Regions from separate parts of the Ovis aries genome. Here region 1 is linked to region 2. Evidence: chromatin contacts called from public Hi-C data. All regions are on one chromosome and are shown on one strand. The core of a region is the stretch at or near the end of the contact, and the rest is flanking DNA. Distances in the headings are between cores, read along the strand shown.

What was found. A called contact is a pair of places that touch in the nucleus more often than the background predicts.
Region 1: a contact with region 2 is called in a Hi-C map of tail adipose tissue, with 2.3 times the contacts expected there. The contact joins the promoter of CILK1 here to the promoter of GSTA1 in region 2. A contact is called at or near these places in 3 of 16 Hi-C or Micro-C datasets (blood, muscle and tail adipose tissue).

Annotation. Positions count from the first base shown.
Region 1 is chr20:24,942,116-24,945,948 of ARS-UI_Ramb_v3.0, forward strand. It overlaps CILK1 (ciliogenesis associated kinase 1), which reads right to left and starts at 2,032. Exons shown (of 14, transcript XM_027959201.3): 1 at 1,828-2,032. It overlaps LOC132658305, which reads right to left and starts at 2,032. Exons shown (of 2, transcript XM_060403712.1): 1 at 1,828-2,032.
Region 2 is chr20:24,798,703-24,802,542 of ARS-UI_Ramb_v3.0, forward strand. It overlaps GSTA1 (glutathione S-transferase alpha 1), which reads right to left and starts at 2,506. Exons shown (of 6, transcript NM_001114766.1): 1 at 2,420-2,506. The coding sequence starts at 2,506.

The DNA of each region.
Region 1 (3,833 bases), core at 782-3,281, 140 kb after region 2:
GACTTACTAAGAGCTGGGCTTCCCTTGTGGCTCCACTGCCTGCAATGTGGGAGACCTGGGTTCAATCCCTGGGTTGGGAAGATCCTGTGGAGAAGGGAAAGGCTACCCACTCCAGTATTCTGGCCTGGAAAATTCCATGGTCCATGGGGATGCAAAGAGTCAAGCGACTCTTACTTTTACTTTACTGAGCCAGCTACGGAGGCTGCCTCCATCTGCTGGGGAGGAAGGGTGAGGCCCTGGATTAGAATATGGAGGAAGGGTTCTATATAAACCACAGGTCAAAGGTCTTGATGACTCATTGATAGGATGAAGGAAATGAAGGAAAAGATGGCTAAAGATAATTCCAAATGTTCAAGACTGACAGGATTTCCACCATTACTAGGAACCTCAAAAAACAACTAGAAGAAAACAATGGGAATAGAAAAAAGAGCTTTGATGATGTGAAACAGTCAACAAATAAAACCCCCAAAGGCTGATTTTTTTAGCTTCTTTACACACAGTCTATAGATAAGAAGTCTCAGTGAGAAAAATCATTTCTCTGTGACTAAATATTGAGTTCCCTTGGCTAGGACAGACCTCTGCCCACTCAGACAGGCTCCATCAACCCTCCAACACATCCTTCCATCATCTGACATTAAATTGGTCTCACTTAGAAATGTGGCTGCCCATTCCTGCCCTGGCACTAGTTTTAACTTTGGAGAAGGGGACGAGGCAAAATGGACAGGCAGGGTCACTGTAGAGGGCTGGACCTTAGGGAGCAAGCAGTGGTATATTATTTTAAATAAAGAATCCCAACACGGCTCTTATTTCTACACCCACAATTACTTGTTCTCAAACAGACAGGAAGGCCAAATTCTTTACCAAATTGCAGTGCTTTGTTCAGAAACTATTTCAAATGTGCATATTTATGAATACATTAACTTCTAGCACAGCTAACATATGGTTCAGGCACAAATTCTTCTTAATAATTTATATGTTAACTACACAAATTTAAAACTCGGTTTAATTTTATATTCGGCAATAGTACAATTCACTTTGGAGGCACATCCTGAAAACCCACTCACTGGAAAATGTGAGAAATGAAAACTCTAGCTATCAAACTGTACAAAAAGTGCTCCAGGCTAAAATAAAAAACACAAGTGCCAATACCTTAGAGAAATCTAGCCCTGGATGCAAAATTCAGGGTGATATTTTCTCTCTATAATCCAGCTTCAGCAAGAGCAGTTCTTTATTTAGTTATAAGTGGAAACGAATACTCTTTTCCGAAAAATAAGGCATTCAGCTACTTTTTTATTTAAAAGTAAAAGCCCTCAATGCTACTGTCAAACTTTAAAAGGTGCATTTCAAAAGAAACGGCGGTTCTGAAAAATCCTTCAACATGTCTCTCATAACATCTACTAAGATTAGTAAGAAAGAAATCAGAGCAGAAAGAAACCCAGTGAAAAATGGTTGCACAGAAATATGTGAAGATTTGCTCAGACCCCTTGCGGGACAGCCAAAGGCCTAGTCGGGTGAATTCCAAAAGCAAGTCCCTCCACCTTCTACTGAAGGGGCTTCATATCCGGCCGGGATCTTTCCCCTCCTTTAACGCTAAAAGGTAAACACCCAGCAAAAATCTTCCAGACTCGGAGGAAATGGGAGTTTTTCTACCCAGAAGGAGAGACCCACAGGACCGCGGAGAAACACTACAACCCGAGAGCCTCCCTCTCGCCCTCCATTCCCTCGTGGGGCCACCGCAGGGGGTGGGGTGCGGACCCTCGCGGCTCGGGTCCATCACCCCAGTGACAGGTCACCCGGCGGAAGCCCCTCATCCCCGACCCCACTTACCGGCGCCGCGGCACAGGCGAGGGCCCGCCCCTGCGGGGAGCGCGGTTCCTCGGAGGGGCAGGCGCGGGGCCGGCCAGGGAGCTGAAGCCTGTCAGGGCGACCCCCGCTAGGACGGGCCGAGGGGTCCGCGCAGGGACGCCCGGGGGCGCCGGCGAGGGGCGCGGGCCGCCCGGCGCATGGTGAGCAGCGGGGATCCGGCCGCTCTCCAGCCTCCGGCAGGAAAACAAACAAAAGGCTGAGAGGCTTGTGGTGGGGACGACCGGTCGCTTTCCCTGGGAAAAGTTACCCTGCAGCTCCCCTCGCTGGCCCCGCGCGTCCCTGCACCGCGGCCGGACCGCCTGGGGCGCCGAGCCGCGCTATCGGCTCTCCACCCGGGCCCGCGGTAGCCCAGGGGCCCTGTGTCCCGCCCACCGCCGAGGAGCTCTCCAGCTCCACACGGCCGCCTAGGGCATCAGGATGGAGAGATGCAGGCCGAGGATGCACGTTCGGACATCCCATTACAGATGATCATCGTGGACACGCTTTCCTGGCTTTAAAAAACATATCTGTAATGCCACCGAAACGTGGTTAAAGATGGCAAATTGCATCATACTTAACCATAATAAAAAATATTTAAAATAAAAACCAGACTGCGTGTTAGCATCCATTGGGACTTCCAAGAGTTTTTATGTTGTGAGCAACTTTAGTTTGGAAAACTGGATTGTTACTCAGGTGGAAAACACACTAGGTAACGCTCTACAGATTGGTCTCAGGGTGTAACTAGTTATTTGAAATTTAACACTGCTTAAACGCCATCACTTGTGTCGTTAGTTATATTCCAAAAGCAAATCATCCCTGTGAAGACTGGCTCTGAACCACTTTGAAAAAAGAAATTGCTTTGAGGTCCTCGTTTTAAATTCACATAATTGCCCCAAGCCAAGGGTTCTCACACTTTGAACTGGAAGCATTAGAATCACCCCCAAGAGCTTGTGAAAACAGATTGCTGGGTCCTCTCCCCAGATCGGGAGAAACACACTGCCCTAAGTAACACAATTTAAATTAATAAAGCAGTAATCCTTTCTCTGAGTTTAGATCTCCCAGCTCATATCAGTTTTCTCTCACTTTGTTTTTAAATTCTAAGAGCTGAAAAAATTATTTCCAAAAAGAATCTATGCAAAAGGCCCAAATCCCTCTTTTCTCTTGCTTCTGTTGAAGAAACAAGATACAAGACTGCCAAGCTTCCTTAGACTTCCTGTCCCAAATGGGAAAGGGTCATCTGTCCACTTGGCAATTGTATAACATTTATCTACACTCATGTTTACCTACATAACACCCAAAACATATGGCAAATGAGAACTGAAAGTCATTATCAATGAAAAGATATGGAGACAGGAGGCAGCCTAACAAATCATATAACCATCCCCATGAAAAGTGATTTTTGAAGTATTTAAAATGATCAGTTTTAGTCAAACTCAGTTGATCAAGCAATTGGCAGATGGACTGTCCTGATCTTTAACAAGGGTCCACTGGGCTAGTAAGTGGCTGAGGTCAGTAGTCCTAGCCTAGGGAAAATTATAACCATGTGAGTATTACATAATATGATGAAATAATACAACCCTGTAAAAAGGTTCAGTGGATAGAGAGGATACTTATCTAAAATTTTAAGATAACAACAGCATTTTAATAAAGTAGATGCTCAATTTATTGTTACAAATACTAATTATTTTATTAAACTTTATTATTTACTAGAATAATAGAAATAAAGTCATGAGCCTTCAACCAGTTTAATGAAATAGACTAGTTTTGAAAATATTTCAATATCCCATTCCTCATTTGCAAAACCGATCTTTTGTATTCATGAATCACATATAGCATTTCCTTCTACTTCTTGACTACATCTAGTCTTTCTCCCATTTTAATTTCAAAATATGATTTAGAAGAGGTCATGGGGTGGAAAATCATCATTTAAAGACCTAAGCCCTAGAGTCTCCTTTAAAAACTACAAACTGGTAAATTTTTAGTCTCCC
Region 2 (3,840 bases), core at 1,256-3,755:
GTTACTTTATTCCATAGCATTGCTGAACTTGCATGGCCTGTGTCTGGTGCCCACTATGGACACTGTAGGATTTCCAAGTTCGGCAGATGCACAGAGGACAGTGATCAAGGCCATTTGGAGATTTAGATTAGAGCCACCAAGATAAAAGCATGGGTTGCAGCAAGTAACTGCTTATTTTGCAGGTTAATTCACCTCTACCGTGTCCCCACCTCTCTCAGTGATTAGGTAATGATATGGGGGGAGGGGAATATCACTGGAGGGAAGGGACTGGGAAGTTCTAGTTATGGAGTTTTAATGTACCTGGAAAGCCTTTCTCTCCCTGTGAGATCAGGACAGGATTTTGGGGTGTCCCCTAGCATGGGGTATCCATGGGGCCATTGACTCCCTTAGAGGCTGCCACTGGGGTCCTCTACTATATATTACCTCCCTCCATTCAACTTTTTATTGTAAACAAGGGTCTTGATTGTGAAAAGTTTGAGAATTGGGGATTTCTAACTGACTCAGTGGACTAGTTTATTGTGGATCTAAATGATCCCATAGGGTGAGACCATACAGATAGTGAGTGTGTGGGCAACAATTTATAAAGCACCCAGTTCAAGACAACCCTGAGAGGTGACGGATGGGTAGTCATTGTGAGAAGGGGCTGGCTGGTCAGCTGTTTCTTGTGAAACTGATGGAGATGAATGGGGTTGTGAGGATCAGGCTCTGGGCCCAGAGAACCCAGAATTCCAACGTTCTTTGGTCAGTCGAGCCCCACACCTTCCTCCTTCAGGCTGGGCTGGACAAGAGGAAGCCTGGATGCTCTCATCGTCTCCCCCTTCTTCACCGTCCTGTGCTGAACTCATCCCGCCCAGGGACTCGGAACACATCCTTGAACCCCAAGGCTGAACCGTAGGGAAAAATGTTGGTTGTTGATTTATAGAAATGAAACCACCTGGAATGGCAGTGTTGGAATTTTCTGTGTACTTGTTTCTTTACACACTTGAAAACGGACCAAGCTAAATTGCCCTGCATTCCTGAAGCAATTGGGAAAGTATAATCTGAGGCTTAGGTAAACATGTTTTAGGAAGCTAAGGGAGCACACTAGAGGTTCCCTTTGCAGGACGCCACCTCACCTGAAGTCCTCCTTTACTAGTCTCCGATGAGGGACCAGATCTCTGAATTTCGCCCATGACTCCCTCCCCGGGAAACCCTCACAGAGTTGCTGGCTCCCTCTGACCTGAGCTTAGAAGTGCTTTTCTGAGTGACACCTCTAGAGGGCAGCACTCAGCAGAGTTGCACAGAAGCCTATCCATTTACTACTGAGACTATGGAGTTTTTACACTCAAGTCTTCGGTATCCTCCCAGGTGCTCCCACTCCTCTTCTAATCACCCACATACATGTGAGCATCCTCACTAGAGTGCAAGTGGCCTGAGGGTAGGGACTGTGTCGGTCTTGACGATTCATGTATCTCTAGGACCTGGCACGAAACCTGGCACTTCAAGGTGCCCAACAAATTCATTGCTGAGGGAACGCATTAAATCCAACAGGCAGTTTGCTACAATCTGCATTGCTCTATATTTCTGGTTTAGGTTTTAACTTTAATTACATTTATCTTCTAATACGTATATTTTTGTCTTTTATTATGGAAATTCGTGGCATGCACAAAATAAAAAATACAATGATGCTCCTTGTAAATTTCCACCAGCTTCAGTAATTATCGGCTCAACCCAATCCCAAGACATCCATATGCCTACCCCCCTGTCCCTGGTAATAATTTGAAACAAATCCCAGATATTATATATTTCATCTTTAAATACTTCATGGTATATTACTAGTTCACTAAACTTATTTTAAAACTGACCACAATACATTAAAATGCCTGACATATTAACAATAATTATTAATATAAATTGACATTTAATATTCATATTTCTAATTGTTGCATGAATGTAATAAATATTTTACAGTTTTAAAAATCAAAATTCAGGAAATTTTCTGACAGTTCAGTGGTTAAGAGATGGGCTTTCACTGTTGTGGGCCTGCTTTTGATCTCTGGTCAGAGAATTAAAATCCTGCAAGCCTCGCAGCCAAAAACAAATAAAAACACAAATTTATTTTCTATTGTTTTCTATTGTCCTTGAGAAGAAGAAATATCAATGAAAATCTCTTAATCTAATACTTAATAAATGTTTTTAAAGCAAAATTCTTAGCAGATCATTTAATAAGGAAAATCTCCTCTGTGGGAAAAGTAGTTTGATATGGTCAGTTTCCCTGGAGTAGGAAATGGAAACCCACTCCAATATTCTTGTCTGAAGAATCTCAGGGACAGAGGAGCCTGGCAGGCTCTGGCCTATGGGAGCGAAACGAGTTGGACACGACTGAGTGACTGACTAGGCACCCACGGTCAATTTCGATCCAACTGGAGATGAAACCTACCTCCACTCCAGCCGCAGCCAGGAGCCACCGAATGCACTCCATTCTGCCGCGTCCATTGAAATAGTGAAGAATGGGCTTCCCTGCCATGGTGCAGTCTCTTGGTTCCTGTAGCCCTTAATGAACCAACAAATGCATCAATGAATTAACAAAGAATAAAAGCATAGAAGCTAACGCCTTTATGATACATGGCTGAACAGCACCAACTATGCTGAAAAGTCGGCCTCCCTCAGGGCAATTGGAAGAGTCCCTGGAACGTCTTCCTTAGCCCAAATTCCCACTCTCAACAGCCACCTGTGGGAAATTCCACCAAACCACTGTCCAGTCTATGCTGGGTAAAATCTGATTTTTTTGGCAGGCTAAGAGGTGAGTCTGTGATATGGATGCATGGGTCGGTGTCAGGGAGGAAAAAGATTAGAGAACTAGTATTTATTGCAAAACTCCTAATATTCCTGCCCCAATGCTACCTGTCTCCTGAGAAATCTGTATGCAGGTCAGGAAGCAACAGTTAGAACTGGACATGGAAAAACAGACTGGTTCCAAATCGTCAAGCCTGCATATTGTCACCCTGCTTATTTAACTTATATAAACAGTACATCATGTGAAATCCCAGGCTGGATGAAGCACAAGCTGGAATCAGATTGCTGGGAAAAATATCAGTAACCTCACCTATGCAGATGACACCACCCTTATGGCTGAAAGCCAAAAAGAACTAAAGATCCTCTTGATGAAAGTGAAAGAGGAGAGTGAAAAAGTTGGCTTAAAGCTCAATATTCAGAAAACTAATATCATGGAATCCAGTCCTATCACTTCATGGCCAATAGGTGGGGAAACAATGGAAAGTGAAAGACTTTATTTTTGGGTCTCAAAAATCACTGCAGATGGTGATTGCAGCCATGAAATTAAAAGATGCTGGCTCCTTGGAAGAAAAGCTATGACCAACCTAAACGGCATGTTAAAAAACAGAGACATTACTTTACCAACAAAAGTCCATCTAGTCAAGGCTGGTTTTTCCAGTGGTCATATATGGATGTGAGAGTTGGACCATAAAGAAAACTGAGCACTGAAGAATTGATACTTTTGAACTGTGATGTTGGAGAAGACTCTTGAGAGTCCCTTGGACAGCAAGGATGTCCAACAAGTCCATCCTAAAGGAAATCAGTCTTGAATATTCATTGGAAGGACTGATGCTGAAGCTGAAGCTCCAATACTTTGGCCACCTGATGCGAAGAACCGACTCATTGGGAAAGACCCTGATACTGGGAAAGATTGCAAGCGGGAGGAGAAGGGGATGACCCAGGATGGGATGGCTGAATGGCATCACAAACGCGATGAACATGAGTTTGAGTAGGGTCTGGGATTTGGTGATGGACAAGGAATCCTGGTGTACTGCAGTCCATGGGGTCACAAAGAGTCGAACACAA